Linked DNA regions of Hordeum vulgare: region 1 is linked to region 2. A link is a contact called in public Hi-C data. All regions are on one chromosome and are shown on one strand. The core of a region is the stretch at or near the end of the contact, and the rest is flanking DNA. Distances in the headings are between cores, read along the strand shown. Region 1 has its middle 23 kb from the start of LOC123401013. Region 2 overlaps LOC123401013.

Region 1 (3,464 bases), core at 192-2,691, 34 kb after region 2:
AGACACTCTCCGATCAATAACCAATAGCGGGACCTGGATGTCCATATTGGCTCCTACATATTCTACGAAGATATTTATCGGTCGAACCAGGATGTCAAGGATTCAATCAATCTTGTATATTGTTCCCTTTGTCCATCGGTATGTTACTTTCCCGAGATTCCATCGTCGGTATCTCTATACCTAGTTAAATCTCGTTACCGGCAAGTCTCTTTACTCATTCCATAATACAAGATCTCGTGGCTAACTCTTTAGTCACATTGCTTGAAAGCTTGTTGTGATGTTGTATTATCAAGTGGGTCCTGAGATACCACTCCGTCACACGGAGTAACAAATCCTAGTTTCGATCCATGCCAACTCAACGTACACCTTCAGAGATACATGTAGAGCATATTTATAGTCACCTAGTTACATTGCGATGTTTGACACACACAAGGTACTACCTCCGGTGTCATTGAGTTCATGATCTCATGGTCATAGGAATAGATACTTGACATGCACAAAATAATAGCAATAAACTGACACGATCATATGCTACGTTCATAGCGTGGGTCTTGTCAATCACATCATTATCCTAATGATGTGATCCCATTATCAAATGACAACTTATGTCTATGGCGAGGAAACCTTGACCATCTTTGACCAAGGAGCTAGTCCTTTAGAGACTCACTAGAGACAGTTTGTTGTCTATTTATCCACACATATATATGAGTTTCCAATTCTAGCATGAATAATAAACGATTATCATGAAAAGCAAATATAATAATAACAACTTTATTATTGCCTCACTCCTCGACAACGGTCCACACGCACGCAAAGCCTCCTAGTTTATCTTCGGTTTGTAGGAAAAATAATATTTATACCATATTTGATGGCAAAATACATCCGGACTAAATGATTTGAGCGTCCGTCTTGGAGATACATGATAAGTTGACATAGTTGCATGTCAAGTTAATTGAGTGAGGGAAAATCAATTATTTAATGTATTGGATTACATTCCTCGACTTTAGCATGGATGCATTTATGTAACATGAAAGATGTCCCTGGATGTTTTATCTATCTGATTAACCAAATTATTTTTTAACAGAGCTAGTTAATTATTTCTGCGACGAAAGGAAAAGAAAAAAGTATGTGGCTCGCGGGTGCCCGGTGACGCCTGATGTCGGACAGCATAATCTATCAAGGATATAGTTCGGCCTCTCGTCTTTACGATTGTTATCCAAACGAGAGAGCAAAAATATTCGGACCTTTTCGCATGAAAACGACTTTTTTTTGTTTATTCACGAATGGTCAGCATCATGATCGATTATTGAGGGCGAAGCCTGGCTGCCATTATTATCACAAGCACAGTGGCCGGTTTGTAGCCTATCTTGGTTTAGCCTGCGTGCATCCCCAATCAGGAGCTGCCTCATCAAGCTTTGCTTGGTTGATTAATCGACAGGAGTGCCGCGCCATCCTAGCTGAACGTGATGATATCATTAGCCCATGCCTGCTGGATCCAAGACCATGACCTGCACTGCTGGGAGTATTCTTGCATATGTGGTCCTTGTTCCTGTAGCTGGTGTGGATCCACAAACTGGATGATAATTGGTTTTGGTATCTGATTTTCCGTATCATTATGATAAGAGATTGCGCCAACTTGAAACTCAAAAGGCATGACCAATTCGTGTGCTGTTTGTTGGACGATGTAGGATCCGCACAGCACATATGCATGACGGCGTGGCCGTCTGCGTTCTGGTTCTACTACTATACCAACTCCCTCCGACTTGAACAATAATTCTACAAAACATCCTGCTAATTAACTCGCAGGTTAGATGCTGGTGCTGCACTGAACCGTGACGTCCGACACCGATGCCTTGCCGTCCTGCTGGTTTATATTATCAGTGACGACGTAGTGGTACGTAGCTGGTGTATTCGTTAACCATTAGTCGCTGCTTCAGTAATGGTATCGTGTTTCTCTTGAAAGGTCGAATACTTCCATTTCCATAAGACCTACTCGTCCTTGTGTCTTTGTTATCTTGTGGATCATTCAAGCGGTCAAGCCCCGTTGAACGGACATCCAGCTGACGACAAGACCCAAAAGATGAAGCCTTGTTTTTTCTTAAACGAAGGCAAAAAGCTTGGCCTCATCCATTAAATAGGAAAGAATGGAGTATTTTTTTACAAACAACACAATTATAGGGCATGTGAACTACTCTGGCAATATTATGGATCTTAATCTTTTTGCACCGACGATGATCCATAGGCTAGCTTCAGTCACGATGGAGGCAAGTAAAACAGAGGGTGGTGCGCTCTTCTGCTTAAAGACTCTCTTGCATTACGCTCGTTTCAGATAGTCCATGAGACGAGTATGGTGAGGAATGTTGTGGCTTGCGTGAATGGCGTGATGTCGTTGCAAGTACTTGCCCATCAAGCCTCGACCGAGTCAAACAAGGGCCAAGCATTCGTGTCAAGCCCGAGAATGTTGTATTTGCCAATGAACAAAAACCATAGCCTTCCAGTGTAGCGGCACTCGCAGAAGAGGCGAGTCCCACATTCTCGCACCCTCTTGCAGAGGTGGCAAAGACCACAATTAGGCCACCCTCGCTTCGTCAATATGTCGGTTGTCCAAATTCTATTTTGTAGAGCCAACCAAGCAAAGAACTTAACTTTTGGAGGAGCCCCAGCCTTCCAAACCACTCTATCCGTGGGTAAGAGAACCTTCCCTAGAAATTGTGCCTTGTATGCGGATGCCACCGAGTAATGCCCGCTAGTCGTGTGCTTCCAAATGATGTCATCCTTGGTTTGTTCATCAAGCTTGACCTCGTGCAAGAGCATCCAAAGAAAGAAAAACCGTGAGACGTGCTCACCGGAGATGCTGGCGGGTGGTTTGATCTTGAGTATCCACGCGTTGTGCTTGAGGGCCTCCCGAACCTTCCAATTCTTTCTTGTGTAAGCCTCGTAGATGAGTGGGCCGATGTCCTTTGGTTTGCGCCCAAGGAGTCAAGGAGAGTTCCAAAAGGGGGTCCTCGCGCCGTTGCCGATGGTGATAGTGGTGGAAGCATAGAAGAAGTTGACTTCCTCCTCGTCACAGGGGTTTCCCATCCCTCCCACATCTTGTTGGGCTCCTTCCATTCAAACCACGACCAGCGCAACCGGACAGAACACGTAAACTTTTTGGTGTTGATAACCCCAAGGCCCCCATACTCACGTGTCCGACAAACAATCTCCCAATTCACCTTGCATTTTGCCTCCGTTGTCTTGTCTGGACTGGACCTTAAGAAGTGTATCTTGAGTTTGTTTACATGCGGAAGGATGGTTGGCGGGATGACCAAAGGTGTGGCGGGGTAGACTAGGACTTGACAAGAGTCGTCCGTCCGATGGTTGTGATGTTTTGACCTCATACGTAGTTAGCTTGCTTGCAACCTTGTCGACCATAAATTGACAATACACAAGCTTTAGCTTCCAAACGGATAGGGGGAGCCCCA
Region 2 (3,470 bases), core at 955-3,454:
CGAGAGCAGCTAACTAAGGATCACTCAGCTGCTATTTGACGCGTTCTCAGCCGCTGCCACGTGTAACGTTCTAGGTGTTTTATTTAATTTTTGTTTATTTATTTATTTATTACGCACGCGTTTTCAGCTTTTGGAAAAAAAATAGGTTTTTTCAATTTTTCGGTTTTTCACCTGTTTTTTGCATGAAAAAATCTGAGTTTTTTCTTCTTTCTTGGGAGGTACAACTTTGTTTCTGTGAGAGACACGGTCATGCCTTTTGGAACAGAAAAGAATGTGTTTTCTTTTGCCTTTCACGAAAGGCATAGTTGTGCCTCTCGCAAACGAAAAAACCTACTTTTTTTTTGAAAGACATGGCCGTGCCTCTTGAAAATGGAAAAAATATTATTATTTTCCTTTCACGAGAGACATATTTTTTTCGTTGGTTTTCTTCATATGTTTTTTTTCTAAAAATAATGTTCGTCAAAATTCATCAACATGTGATCTAGTTTTAAAGATCTTAATACGAGAAATTCAATGATAAAAATGGTTTGACAAGACGCACGGTTTAAAAGATAATATATTTTATATAAACGGATTTAAAAGAAAACTATCAAGCGACACACGTATTTTTGATTTTTTAGATTTTTGTTTTTTATGTTTCATTTGTCTTCCTTAGCTTTGCGACGAAAAGAAAATTCAAAAAAGAAAACTGCGCAAAAGATGTGTTTTTTTCGTAAGAGGCACGACTATGTCTCTCGAAAACGAAAAAAATATGTTTAAAAAAACATGTTTTTGATTTTTTTCATGAGAGGCACGACCGCGTCTCTCGGAAACAAAAAGAAACACATATTTTTTGTTTCTTTTTTTAAACGGAGCTGCTAGACGTCCACCGGTGGATCCGTATTAAAATCCGTCACCTGAACGGCCGTTCGATGTACGTGCTTGTAGCCGGTTGATCTACATGCTGGCACGCGGATCGGTCGCATGCCCTGACCAAATTAATTCTTGAAGCAACGACCCAGTTGCATAAACATCTGCCACCAAGATAACCGTCAGATCTTGGCGCGCCGTCCGATCTAACTCAAACAACAAACCACGTGTCGTAATTTTGCAACATGTCATAATTTTTGGAATACGAGTTAGAAGATGTCATAAATTTTGCAGCATGGGACAAAAGATGACGTAATTTCTCCAACATGTCCTAATTTTTGCAACATAATTTTCTGTAATATTGTCGTTGTTTCTGCAACGCGGTCGTTGGTTCAGGAATCGTTTCTGCAACGCGGCCATTGTTTCAGGAATTGTTTCTGTAACCGATTTATTGTTTCGGAAATTAATGTGTCAAGAAAAAACCTAAATCCAGCTGCTCGTCATCCGTGCCAGACGAGCCACAGGATCAAACGACCACGAAGCCGACAGACCGACGTGACACGCATGATCGGCCAACAGAAGGTAATCTTTTTTTTTTAAGGCACGATTTTGTTTTCATGAGAGACACGATGTTGGCTACACGAGAGACACGATCGTGCCTCTTTTCTGGGTTTTTTCTATCGTGGAAGGCACAGTTTTCTCATCCGGTTTTCTTCCTAAAAAATTGATTAAAACTTATCAACATTAGATCTAGTTTTGAAGATCTCAGCGTGAGGAACCCAACAATGAAAACAGTTTAAGATTTAAACACATGGATTAAAAGATAAAACGTATTGAAAATACGGATCTACGGAAAAAGAGATAACCCTTAGGTTGCGACAAGTGACACACATGCAGTGAATGTGTCACTTATCACAACCTGAAAAGATGGAAGTGATCTTAAAAAGATGGGATGTTGCGACAATTAATGATTTTGCCGAGCTGGTGCTCCTCTGGACTTGGATGCTTGCTCCCACCTTTTGTTGTGTGCGGCGAGCTATCTTTCTTGGTCTTTCAGTTTCGTGGTTCATAGGGTCTCCTTTCTCAGGCAGGTTGGTTGTTGTTTTCTCCTTTTTGCCTATGATCATCTCTTGCCGTGGTCTCGTGCCTTGTGACCTGTCACCTGTGCCACCTTTGCACATTTCTAGGTCCGATGTCTTTGGCTTTTTGTCTTTCTATTTCTTGGGCAGCTAATCGGGTGCAGCACAAGCTGATTGAGGGCAGGATTTAGGATTCAAATCAGTCTCTCGATGGAGCCAACGAACTATAGTACGTTTAGGCTAGGCAGTGTACCTGACTCGACACACTTCTTAGGCCTTCTGGCTTTGAAAGGGGCATTAGAACAGACAAGGCCAAACACGATGACATCTTACAGGAGTTGAGACTGATATCCAATTCCGTACAAGTAGGTATCTCTACAAAACTGATAGCAAACTCTAAATCCAAGTGCGCTGTCTTACAACAGTCACGACTGTCCTTTGATATGACTTCAAACTGTACAACACATAATATCACGCGTCAAAATTGAGATACAAATAGTCCTTCGACATTGCATCAGTTGTAACTCTAGTTTGTGCTTAAATTACGGGTATATGTTTCCAGTTTCCTCCCCATATACAAACTAGCTGCAAAACTAACATTGATATCCCATGCCCAGCAATTTTGCAGTGAACACGGACCATTTGGAGTGCACTGCATTGTAGGAACAACAAGCCAGGAAGGTTCCTTGTGGCAACGACTACTGCCTACAAAGTCTTCTGATGTAGCACAGCAAGCAGACCTAATTTACAACAGCCCAACAGGCATTTTCTGGTATAACATTACCTGGATCTCAACCATCTACAGCTTTGCCAACAGTATATGGGTTGTCCCTTGCAGCTTCTAGTCCACTATGAGCTGCCAATGTTATAAAAGGCAGCTTCTCCGACGGTATGTACAGTTGAGCTCAATGTTGAAAGGCTGCGATGCAAACGGATTCATCAGATGTTATTTGAAGGTACTATTTTTAAAAGCGGATATACGGCATATGATAAAGCTGGTAAAAGATGGTTGGGCTAGAAAAGCGATAAAGCTGATGGGCGAATTTTCTGTCACCTGATTGACAACATAACACAGGATTTGTGTTTTTAGGGTGCAAAAAAGGTCTACAACCAAAGCGACAGACCAAATAAAGTTATGCTCCTGTGCCCAAGGGCTAAGGCAAATGCTAACAGGTTTGAAGTTATAAATGCTTGTAACTATTGTTTTACAAGAGGGTGAAGAAGTGATGCGCAACATTTATACAATACGAAGAACAAGATTTAATTTTGTACCTTGGAAAAATCATGTCGCTGATGACACAGTCAAATCGTCAGGGGAGAGACTCAGTCCTTCTGATAAAAGGAGAGAACTAGGTCTGTATGTACCGAGAACAATTGTGTGTCCAGAAACAGCTGTCAAACAAAATCAAATGAACTGCATATATTAGTCTGTGCCACAGTATATGTCTCATTGAACACGCATATGCCTATCATATGTAAAGTGGCAAAAACATTTCTTGCGAAGGATATAAAAACTCAGCCAAAAAGAGAAGACCTCTAAGT

Evidence for each region. Hi-C and Micro-C count contacts between places; a contact is called where the count stands out from the background.
Region 1: a Hi-C map of seedling shows a contact between it and region 2, with 3 times the contacts expected there. The contact joins two enhancer-like sites. A contact is called at or near these places in 4 of 6 Hi-C or Micro-C datasets (leaf and seedling).

Annotation. Positions count from the first base shown.
Region 1 is chr6H:527,044,815-527,048,278 of MorexV3_pseudomolecules_assembly, forward strand. No RefSeq gene overlaps it. Among protein-coding and RNA genes, the nearest start is that of LOC123401013, 23 kb to the left of the region's middle. Within about 2 kb of position 1,442, at least 3 of the 3 cell types and tissues checked have open chromatin away from gene starts, as enhancers often do. A contact at or near this core is called in leaf and seedling, where this site is marked.
Region 2 is chr6H:527,010,442-527,013,911 of MorexV3_pseudomolecules_assembly, forward strand. It overlaps LOC123401013, which reads right to left. Exons shown (of 20, transcript XM_045094730.1): 19 at 3,201-3,320; 20 at 2,326-2,847. The coding sequence ends at 3,252. Among protein-coding and RNA genes, the nearest start is that of LOC123401013, 11 kb to the right of the region's middle. Within about 2 kb of position 2,205, at least 2 of the 3 cell types and tissues checked have open chromatin away from gene starts, as enhancers often do. A contact at or near this core is called in leaf and seedling, where this site is marked.